3 separate regions of the Mus musculus genome follow, and all the other regions are linked to region 1. Evidence: chromatin contacts called from public Hi-C data. All regions are on one chromosome and are shown on one strand. The core of a region is the stretch at or near the end of the contact, and the rest is flanking DNA. Distances in the headings are between cores, read along the strand shown. Region 1 overlaps Rad51b (RAD51 paralog B). Region 2 overlaps Rad51b (RAD51 paralog B). Region 3 overlaps Rad51b (RAD51 paralog B).

Region 1 (3,679 bases), core at 784-3,283:
TTATCTTCTTCACTTGACCTGCCCCACATGATGAGGTTTAGCCTCGGGGTCTGAATTCAGTATTCAGAAAATAGCTTTTTGTTAACAAGAAGTAACTGGATAGCATTAATTTGGTTAAACAATAATTTCCTATTTACCAAGGAACTACTAAATAGCTTTAAATTTTAATTGAGAAAGCATATTTTCTAGGAAGAGACAAGGCAACTGAGATATGTTATTATTAGGAAACAGTACCATACTTATTGAAACAGACTTTGTTCATTCAAGCAACTGAAAGCTTTTTCTAACATTTCTAATATGTAAAAGTAGCTGCTATGAAAATGTTATCTGTAAACATTATTTCCAGAAATAAAATCTTGGGAATATTGTTGCTTGTTGGAAATTTGATGAGACTTAGAACCCTTGATAGCCAACCTCTGATAATTCTCACAGAGGCCACGTGTATTCCAAACTGGTGTTTTGAGCCTTTTGCTTACGCCTGACATACGGATACGTCTTAGTACTTTCCCATGTGGAGTGTGTTGGGGACTCAGCAGTGTCTCTCTCTTTTAGTATTCACTATTCTCTCTTGTATGCTATTCCCTTCTCTCATAGACTGGTTGAGATTGCGGAATCTCGTTTTCCACAATATTTTAACACTGAGGAAAAATTGCTTCTGACCAGCAGTAGAGTTCATCTTTGCCGAGAGCTCACCTGTGAGGGGCTTCTACAAAGGTAGGCGGTTTCACATTACTAAAACATCTTATATTTTAGTAATGCTTTGAAAGTTTTCTCCTCCCCGTTTTCAGCTTCTTAGTAAAATAATTCTTATATAATGGAGTTAAAGAAATAATAATTTGGGCTGGAGAGATGGCTCAATGGTTTAGAGCACTGACTGCTCTTCCAGAGGTCCTGAGTTCAATTCCCAGCAACCACATAGTGACTCACAACCATCAGTAATGGGATCCGAAGTCCTCTTCTGATGTGTCTGAAGACAGCTACAGTGTATTCATATACATAAAGTAAATACATCTTTAAAAAAAATAATAATTTGTGCCTTCTTCATTCATTGTAGTTTTTTTGAAATGTTTCTTTAAAATGGAAAAAAAATCAGTGAATATTTTAGAATCTAAGTAGCTTATTAATTATAAGTTGTTTTGTTAGTGAACTACCTGTAAATGTGGCAGCTTAGAACAGCAAATACTTATTTTCTGGCGAGTGAGCTTCTGGAAGTGGCTCAGCTGGCTCTCCTGCTTTGCTTGTTGTCCAGGATAGCTGTTGTTTTGTTGACCAGTGGGCTGGTATGCCTGTACCCAAGCTCACTCGTGCACCATTGGAAGGCGTCCTTTCTTTACACAAGGAAAGTGTAGTCTTTCACCCCCACTGTCTGGAATAAGAGCATCACCATTTTGTCATGAGCACTTGTCACATAGACCAACTCTTGTGTAGTATGGGAAGGCATTTATGTAGAAATTCATAAAAAGATAGGACACACCAGGATAGGGGAATAAGAGGAGGCTGTTTTAGAGGCCGTTTTAGACTGGCTACACAAGTAGCTTTCCTGTAAAATTACAGCTTTTGTAGTATTGTAGGGCAACATGAAAACACTGTTGATATTTCCAGAAGAATGCAATGTGATAGGAGTGGTGAACTAAGTTATGTGTGCTGAATTTTACAGCCATCGCTGTGTGTGTGTGTGTGTGTGTGTGTGTGTGTGTGTGTGGTATGTGTGTGTGTGTGCACACACATGAGTGCATGAGCAAGTGCATGTGTGTTACTGGGCTTGAACCTAGGGCCTCGTGTGTCAGGCAAGGGCTGAGCTGCATCTCAGCACTTTTTTTTTTTAAAAAGATTTATTTTATTTATTTGAGTACACTGTAGCTGTTTCCAGACACCCCAGAAGAGGACATCAGATCCTTTTACAGATGGTTGTGAGCCACCCTGTGGTTGCTGGGAATTGAACTCATGACCTTTGGAAGAGCAGTCAGCGCTCTTATCCACTGAGCCATCTCTCCAGCTCCTCTCAGCACTTTTTTAAGTTTTTATTTTGATAACATACAGACTATGTTATCCAGTATGGTTTTGAACAACTCCCACTGTAGCCCAGTTTAGCCTTGACCTTGCAAACTTCTTTCTTTAATTTCCTGATTAATGAGGGCTACAGATCTCTGTTACCAGAGCTGGCTCGTTGTTATTTTAAAGCTGATTAACCCTTTCAGCATGGTGGTGTTGTTGTTTTAGGTTTATTTATTTTGTATTTTATGAGTATGAGTATTTGCCTGCATGTTTGTGTGTATACCACTTATATGTCTGGTGCCCTTGGAGGTTGGAAGAGTGGGTGGGGTCCCCTGGAACTAGAGTTACCAATGGGCGTGAACCCTCACGTACATGCTGGAAACCAAACCCTGGTCCTTTTCAAGAGAAGCAAGTGTTCCTAACTGTTGAGCCATCTGTCTCTCCAGCCCCTTCACTTTTTAAAGTCATGTCTTTGAAGTGACTTACAGATCTTCAGGGTTAGGCCTGCCTGCTTTCCTGAGTTCTAACTCCAAAAGCATGGCTGTCCTTTCCCCACCTCTGTCTCTGACCTGGAGAACAACCAGAGTCCTAAGCGTGTTTGCTCTCAACCTCCAGGCTGTTTGCTCTAACGCCCTCTTCCCCTCACAGATGTTTGCAGACCTCCATTGCACTCTAAGTCTTCACTGGCTCCCTCCTCCCAGCAGCTGCCAGGATTTACAGCTTGCCCAACTTGTGTTTTGGCTTTTCTCTCAAACCCTAATACAGTGTTCTTCTATTTTCCTTCTGAAAAGAAAAATAAAAAAGAGTTCGTGTCTTACACTTGTTTGTTATTTTACAAATTCTACTTTCACAGGCTTGAGTCTTTGGAGGAAGAGATCATTTCGAAAGGAGTTAAGCTTGTGATTGTTGACTCCATTGCTTCTGTGGTCAGAAAGGAGTTTGACCCGAAGCTTCAAGGCAACATCAAAGAAAGGAACAAGTTCTTGGGCAAAGGAGCGTCCTTACTGAAGTACCTGGCAGGGGAGTTTTCAATCCCAGTAAGTGTCCCTTTTCCTTCTTTTCTCTTAAGGTCATGACCTTACAGTATCAGATGATATACTTAGGGAAGACTAAACATCTGACTTCTAAAGTTGGATTGCTATGGCAAGTAACTGCTTTCGTAAGCCACCCTCTCTGCTGGTTATGTCCCCTTTTATAACATGACCCGGGACAGACTTAAGTGTTTCTGGCGGTTCCCACCGTCCCTTCCTTCATTCCTTCTCACGGGTTACTCATTCTGTGAGTTCTGTGTCACGTCTGTCATGCTGAGATTACTGTTACGTGGGACGACTCGAAGAGCGGCCTGGGTCTGTTTCTGCGAACTTTCTTTGCAGCGACGGTGTATCCTGTGGGTTTTGTAACTTAGATCTTTTAGGCTCTGTTCATGGGTTACCCTGTTCAGCGCTGTTTTGGTTTGTTTCCAATGGGCAGAGGTCAACCATGAATGGAAATGGCACAGAGAATACCTTAAAGGAGCTCTTGGAATGGTTTTCTGTGGTGGGCATTGTGATCAGGAAGTCTGAGGGGTGATTATTAGGGTTGGAGATGCACAGCAGACAACACAGAGATGTATATTAAGTTACACCCCACTCTGCTACATGTGGGAGGCTGAACTTGTTCTGCAGCCTCAGGAGCATTGGGTATT
Region 2 (3,679 bases), core at 479-2,978, 410 kb after region 1:
GCCCTCCGCTTGTACCATAACACACATGCAGCCTCATATACCTAAACACACACACACACACACACAGAGAGAGAGAGAGAGAGAGAGAGAGAGAGAGAGAGAGTGTCAAAGGTCAAAGGCTGGAGATATGGATCAGTGTTTAAGAACACTGGTTGCTTTGCTTTGCTAGAGGACACAGGTTCAGTTCTTAGTACCCACATGATAGCTAACAACCAATTAATATTGTATTTCTGAGGGATCAAATGCCTTCTTCCAGCCTCCTTATGTACTATATGCACATAATGCATAAACATACATGCAGAAAAAAAAAACACCCATGAAGATTTAAAAAGAATCAGAGCATCATAAGTCATTGTTAATCAACCTTATCAACTGAGACTACCTTTCTTTTATCTCTCAACCCTTATAAACCTAAGATTAAATTTAGTTGTGCATTTTAAATCATATTTTACAAAATGCATTTGTGCATACCATCCATCTATCTATTTATTTTGTGTGCACATGTGTGGGCAGGGTGCATATATGGAGCTCAGAGGACAACTTATAGGAGTTAGTCACCGAGTTCTATCATGTGGGTCTTGGGCATCAAACCCAGGTCCTCGGGCTTGGTGGCAAGAGCCTCTACTACTGAGGCATCTCACTGCCTTTATCCCTTTTGATTTTCAGTAGACATTGTCTGGTAGCATGATGTCCATTATAGAAAGGAGGATAATTTCACCATAAAAAATCACCTGGTGTTTCCTGATTCATTCTCTCCAGCAAAGCTTTCCTATTCTTGGAATGGCGAGAGAGTAGACGGGGTATCTGTTAGTCGTTCTACTGCGCTGATCCAGGGCTACTTGTTTCAGGAAATAGTAAATGGGGCTTCTCATTCAAGGATAGACTGGCACTGCCAGGTGTCAGTCACATGACATCAGTTTGGACTTAGTCTCAGCCCAGTTCCTGGTGTATACAGGTACTCTGTATTTATTGAATGTTGAGTAAGTAAATGAACGAGTGGATTTTAAAAAATCAATCCTAGGCTGGGCGTGGTGGCACACATCTTTAATCCCAGCACTCGGGAGGTAGAGGCAGGCAGATTTCTTAATTTTGAGGCCAGCCTGGGCTACAGAGTGAGTTCCAGGACAGCCAGGGCTATTCGGAGAAACCCTGTCTCGAAAAAACAAAACAAAACAACAACAACAAAATCAATCCTTCTACCTAGGGATGCATACCTCTGAAATCCTATCACTCAGGAGGCAAGGTCAGTAACACTGTCTCAAAACCCAAACCAACAAGATCTTTCTGACTAAGGTCTGTAAACTGGAGGTCATTTTTACCTCATGCACTTTTCCAAGTACTAAGTCAACAGGGTTCGCTGAGAGTCTTCCAAGTGCTTTGAGGGGAAACAAGGGAACTGATGAGAAATGGCGGACTGGCAGGCCAACATAGGAAATCCCCTTTCTGGCTCTCTCCAACTTTCTGTCCAGGGCTGATTTCCTAGGCTTCCAAGGTGATGTGGTAAATGGTATCCTTTTGCCGGGGGATCGAATGAAATTGTCACTCCCAGGGAGAGAGGAGAGGTATGACAGGGTGTGAAGAGTAAATAGAAGGCAGCCAGATCTACCCCGTGGGAAGCTGGGTCGGAGAGCGGAGGAGCTGGTGAGAAGACTGGCTCGGGCCAGAACATGTCTGCCTGTAAAGGAGAGAGGCTTCGTCTGCTTCTCACATAGTGTGGTTTGGCTACTTTCCCATTACTTCCCCGGAGAACTCTTAGTGACCAGAGACATCGTATTTTAATCAAGATGGTTCTTGCTGAACTGGTAAGCTAGGCTCCCATGGGTTTAGTGGAGTTATAGCAGGGTGAAGAGAGAGGCTGCTGTTCATAAATGGATCCACTCCCTCTCTTCCGCTGTTGGCGGCTGCTGCGGTGTCTATAAACATGCAGGGTGTCCTCATGTACTCGTAAATGCTGCTTATTGCCGTGTGACTGCATTGTCTGTGGAAGTGGCCTGCCTGGAAAAAGTGACTCCGTTTCACTCTTCTGTACTCATTGTTCCTGGAACCATGTCCTGAGGTCCCAGGCTTTTATTTTGCTGCCATTCTCCGAAGTTGCCTTTTTGTGGAAGCCTTGGGATTCTAGAGAGTTTTTTTAGGCTTAAATCATGCCTCCAACTAGCTGCTGTGAGCTCCATAAGATGGCCTGGTTTTACTTGGCCAGCAAAGGGGTGACTTCCCCTTCCAGTCATTCCCTCTGTCAGTTGTTGGTCATCTTGAAAAACTAAGACTGTTGGAGGAGGCCAAAGTGAACTTGCAGAGCTTGTTCACTGAGCCAGACTGAAAACACGTGATTAACCGGCCACACACAGGCTCAAGATGACATCTCACTCATGAATTGTGGTTAATGCCCCAACAAAGCCCAGATAGCTAAAGCGAATGTACATCTATGCTTTCTGCCAGGTAGTTTTCATGAGCTTCCTGGGATGTCAATATGCGTGTATAATTAAGATGATTTCATTGTATTAAAATTCCCATAGAGATGAGCCAAGGATGCAATAAGGTAAAATCACTAGGTCTAGCAAGAGTCAGCAGTGAGGGGCTAACGATTGCTGTGGTAAAATACCACGACCGAAGCAACCTGGGGCGGAAAGGGTTTATTTGGTTTACACCTCCACGGAGTGTAGTCCATCACCGAAGGAAGTCAGGAAGGGAACTCAAACAGGGCTGGAACCTCGATGCAGGAGCTGATACAGAAGTTCAGTATGCTTTCCTATAGAACCCAAGACCCGTCACAGGGCTGTACCTGTGTAGTAACTCACCTAGAAGTCTGCCTGGCATTACCAACCACCCCAGTGTCATTTCCAGGAAAATATAATCCAAACTCTTGCCTTGAACGTTTCAACGTTCTTACTATTTCATTCTATTTGGTTTCATTAACTTCTTTTGTAGTCTCTGAGTTCCACTCAAGGCAAGTGCTTTAGTACCTGAGCTGCACCCAGCCCTTCACCATTTAGTGTCAGCCTCAATATTTGTATTGCAGAGGAAAGCTCCACCTCCATCGAGTCTGTGATTTGTGTGCATTCACATAAAGCACCCTTATTTTCAAAGAGTGATGGCTTCAGTCTTATAAAAACAAATGAAGTTGGCATTCCAATCATTTGGAGTTAGATTTGATCGATGGGGTGACTACAGGTTAATCGACACCTGTTAATAGACTTCTAAATTAAAATATAGTCCCATCACTCCCAGCCAAGAAATCATTTTTATGTTTAGTCCAAATCTTTCACTCTTGTTAATTTCTCTATATATCCTGATTTCCTTGTCCCATCAACCGTCAAAATTAGTCTGGTCATGATCTCTTTGTTTAAGATGAGGGAAGCAAGTTCCAGTGACTAGCTACACAGCTAGTTAGCTAGTTAGAAACAAGTTCATCAGAATTCTAGTCTTTCTGCTTGACCAAATAGTCATCTATACATATATATGTTATACATTATATAAATATATATATATAAACACATATGTTTTATATGTGTTTATATATATTAACTATATATATAATATGTGTTTTAACCTATTTTTTAGAAGAATTGAGTAATCTGACCCTGGCCCAGAACAGTATTTTGATCATGATGAACTTCTGTTTAAAGACTGTAGATTTCTTCCACAATTAAGCTCTCACGCTACCTCTAACCCTGACTGG
Region 3 (3,679 bases), core at 298-2,797, 340 kb after region 1:
AAGTGAATACCACAGAAGATAGTGACCAGTACTCTGCCTATGTATGTCATTAAAAATCATTATGACTACATATACACACACATACCATATGCACCATATATACAATATACACAAACACATTCAAATACTATACATGCACACATCACGCAAACAATATATGCACTACATACAAACACACTCAACAAACCATACATGCACACATCACACACACTCAAAACATATATATCATATACACACTATATACAAACACACTCACAAACAATACATGCACATATTACACACACACATACATACCCCATATACATATACTATATACACACTACACACAAACACATTCAGGAACAATACATGCACACATGACACACAGATACATACCTTATACATATACCATATACACACAATACACAAACACACTCATAAACCATACCTGCACACATCATACCCACACACAAAATATACATATACCATATATACACTACACACAAGCACACTCACATACCATACATGCACACACACACTTGTTCAGCTCTGAGGAAATTGGAAGATTATCTTTCTTCTTTATTTGGAAACAAGTTCCCAGAATCCTGCTTTATATTAAGCAAAGTGGAATGAAATGGCAGGGGAAGAAATGGCTTTGGACTCTAGTGTAATGGCAACAGGAAAATGATAGCAGCAAAGGAAGTTCCTAGCTCATCCTTAGGTAACTAGCTGTTCCTGACTATGAAGCCCTAATGGCGATTGAAGCAGTTGGGGTTTTGTTTGTTTGTTTGTTTGTTTTGTTTTTTAAGGTATTTTGCTTGTATAGCTAAATAGGTAAAGAGGATGTGGGAGTGTTTTAACCAAAGTCTAAAATGGGGTCATTTACCAGTAAGTTAAAATGAACAGATTTTGGCTGGGGAAAACACTTGCCTAATACTCTTGAAACAACAACATTCCGTCCCGAGAACTTCAGACAAAGAGGTGGGGGTCATTTCTTAGAACATTCATTCCTGATCAAATATATTGCAATGGTCCCTAAGTTCCTATGAGAGAGAGAGAGGAGAAATACATGGCACAAAATGCTTGTGGTTTCAGTCCTTTATTTGGTCACCTTTGCCTATGCGCTAACTAATGACGATGGGCAAGTCTTTTCATCACTTTGGACCTCAGTTTCTTCTTCTGCCTGATGTTAGTTTGAAGAAGTGAGCGATTGCTTGAGTCTTTTTCAGTCCTGACAGGGTGAGGTGGGTCTGCAGATGGGCAGCACCCAGCCACGGGTGGCTCTTCTGTTTCACAGAGTAAACCTGTAATGGATTTCAGCTGCAGAACAGAGGCCCTTGCTTAAACAGTGTTCACTTGAAAACAGTTGTGGGGTGAGAGCATGCAGCCAAGAGCAGCCAGCAATAAAATGATCTGGGTTGACCTGAGAGAAGCACCCAGCAGGGGTTGATCCGGGAAATGAAGTCCCTTCTGCTCTGCTGCAGAGAAGGGAATACAAGTGACCTGGTCCAACTGAGCCGTCTCTTCTGCCCAAGCTGATCCTGTGCTATTAATATCTGCCAGCTGCAAGCCCAGAGCATCCCCTGCTGAGATCAAAGGAGCCCCTATCTTAGCTGGAACAAGGTCATCTGCACAGGGCTATAAAAGTAAGTCCTGGCTGGCTACAAGGATGGCTATGGGGGAGGAGAAGTCAGGAGATGGGAGGCACTCTGTGCTCCTTTAATCTCAGCTGACCAGCTGTTGCCCTCCCAGTGTTTGTAGAGTTGAGAGTTCTTTGTTTTGGCATTGCTGCCTCTGCCTTATTCAATTTGTGCCTGGGTTGTTGTCTGGATTAAGCACACCTAGTGTTCACAGTTTGGGTCCCCAATATGAGTCCCTGCATTGCAGTTTCATTCCAGTGTTGACTTAACAGCTCTGAGGTGGGATGGCCAAAGAAGGAAGGAGTGGACTCCATAGGCCGACGCCTTTCCCAACCGATTCCTGCCCTACACAGCTTGTGTCTTAGGAAGGAATAAGAGGACACATTCAGTTACTTGGCGTTTTTGCAGCCTGCCTTTCATGAACTACCCTCATTGATTCAAGAAAATAGAACATTCAGGGTCCATGCAAAGTCATCCCAGCCCAGGGTGTTTCTCACTCTCTCTGGGTTGCATACACTTCTGATTGGCTATATGTTCATATGGAAGAGACACAAAGAGAATAAGGGACAGACAGCCCCAGAAATGAATACGGAATAAGAAAGAAGCAATATAGAAAGAGGGGTGTGTGTCAAGCCTGCCAAAGTGTCTTTGCTAACTAGAGCAGCCTCAACAATGAGGTCATTTGCCTGACTCTGTACAGTAGAGTTAAAATCCCACCAGTTGGTTGCTCTTTAGACCCCCTACTGTCTTACAATAATATCAGGGCTGGAAAAGACTTCATGGTTGTTCTATTTGTCCAGCCCATCATTTCACAAATGAGACCAAGTTTAAAAAAAATAACAATATTTATTGTTTTATGTTTTCCATAATTCTAGACCTGAGTAGGTAGTGTCATTCAAAGCAACTTTTCCAGATAATTGTTTTAATGGTGAAAATCCTGATATACATACTATCAGAAATCATTCAACAGTTATTGCAACTCTTCTGATTCTTAGCTCTTGTAGTTCTTCCTTGCGGCAACTCAGAAGAGACCCTGGGTTGCTGGGCCTCAGTCACAGGGACTCTCTTTCCTCGTATTGGTCATTAGGGAAGGGGTCTAATGACCTAGCTGCCCATAAATGCCTATCCTATTCTGACCTAGGATTTGAGCAGAACTGACCCAAGTCCCCATACACTGGGGCATGGTTGGTAGGTGACATTGTTGTGTAGTAGCAAGATTGGAGCTCTGCTCAACTCGCACCTTTAACTTGCTCTCTTCTGATGGTTTGGGAGGGTAGCAGTTAATTTTCAATATGGTGACATGTCAGGCCCACTTGAGGAGTCCCAAGTCGTTTCATGGGATGGAAGACATTACCGGGCTGCCACCCAGTGTTCCGACATCTGGTGCGTTGGTATCTTCTTATCTCTGTTAGTAGTCTTTGGTTGACTACAGCACATGGAAAGTAAAACTTGAAAGTGCATGGAAGGGTCAAAGATAGAACAAAAGAAGAAGTAAAATGTGCTCCTTACCAGAACCAGGAGTGGATTTTAGTTTTAGTGCTGGAAGCCTTTCTATTCCTGTGGCAGTCAAGGGAATTGATGGCTGATTTCATTTGCAAGAGAAAGTATTTTGGGATTCAAATTCCCTAACAAGCCACCCTTGCAAAAAGCTGGAGTCCATTTGAAAGATTATATGCAAGTGTGTGTGGCTTGTGTGTCTTTTAAAATAAATTTAGCAAGCAAAAGCAGCTCCGAATGGTTGGGGCGAATCGGGGACTCGTGGTTGTGAAAGAAGCAGACTTCAAAGCGTGGTATGAATTCTCTCGTTTTATTTCCACTCTTGCTTTCCAGCTGGCTCTGCTCTGAATTTACTGCAGGATGTTTGAAAATGCGGCTCCCTGCTAATCTCAGACAGTTGCTGTGATCAATGCTCTCTTTCATTTCCGATAAAAAACACTGGTGTTTCTGCTTAAATTGTGTGTACTTTCAGCTTTATTATTTTAGTTGTGATTTATTGTTCTGCATTACCCAAATTTGTAATCCATTAACCACAAACTTTTGGGTGGGTTGGTCAAGTTAGC

The links. A called contact is a pair of places that touch in the nucleus more often than the background predicts.
Region 2: a contact with region 1 is called in a Hi-C map of uterus, with 4 times the contacts expected there. The contact joins two enhancer-like sites. A contact is called at or near these places in 2 of 484 Hi-C or Micro-C datasets (both in uterus) and 1 of 9 other capture datasets (embryonic stem cells).
Region 3: a contact with region 1 is called in a Hi-C map of uterus, with 4 times the contacts expected there. The contact joins two enhancer-like sites. A contact is called at or near these places in 2 of 484 Hi-C or Micro-C datasets (both in uterus) and 1 of 9 other capture datasets (embryonic stem cells).

The regions. Positions count from the first base shown.
Region 1 is chr12:79,324,373-79,328,051 of GRCm38.p6, forward strand. It overlaps Rad51b (RAD51 paralog B), which reads left to right. Exons shown (of 11, transcript NM_009014.3): 6 at 595-714; 7 at 2,849-3,032. Among named protein-coding and RNA genes, the nearest start is that of Rad51b, 29 kb to the left of the region's middle. Within about 2 kb of position 2,034, at least 10 of the 459 cell types and tissues checked have an H3K27ac peak or open chromatin away from gene starts, as enhancers often do. A contact at or near this core is called in uterus, where this site is marked.
Region 2 is chr12:79,733,828-79,737,506 of GRCm38.p6, forward strand. All of the region lies in intron 8 of Rad51b (RAD51 paralog B), which reads left to right. Among named protein-coding and RNA genes, the nearest start is that of Gm36048, 63 kb to the right of the region's middle. Within about 2 kb of position 1,729, at least 31 of the 459 cell types and tissues checked have an H3K27ac peak or open chromatin away from gene starts, as enhancers often do. A contact at or near this core is called in uterus, where this site is marked.
Region 3 is chr12:79,659,889-79,663,567 of GRCm38.p6, forward strand. All of the region lies in intron 8 of Rad51b (RAD51 paralog B), which reads left to right. Among named protein-coding and RNA genes, the nearest start is that of Gm36048, 140 kb to the right of the region's middle. Within about 2 kb of position 1,548, at least 62 of the 459 cell types and tissues checked have an H3K27ac peak or open chromatin away from gene starts, as enhancers often do. A contact at or near this core is called in uterus, where this site is marked.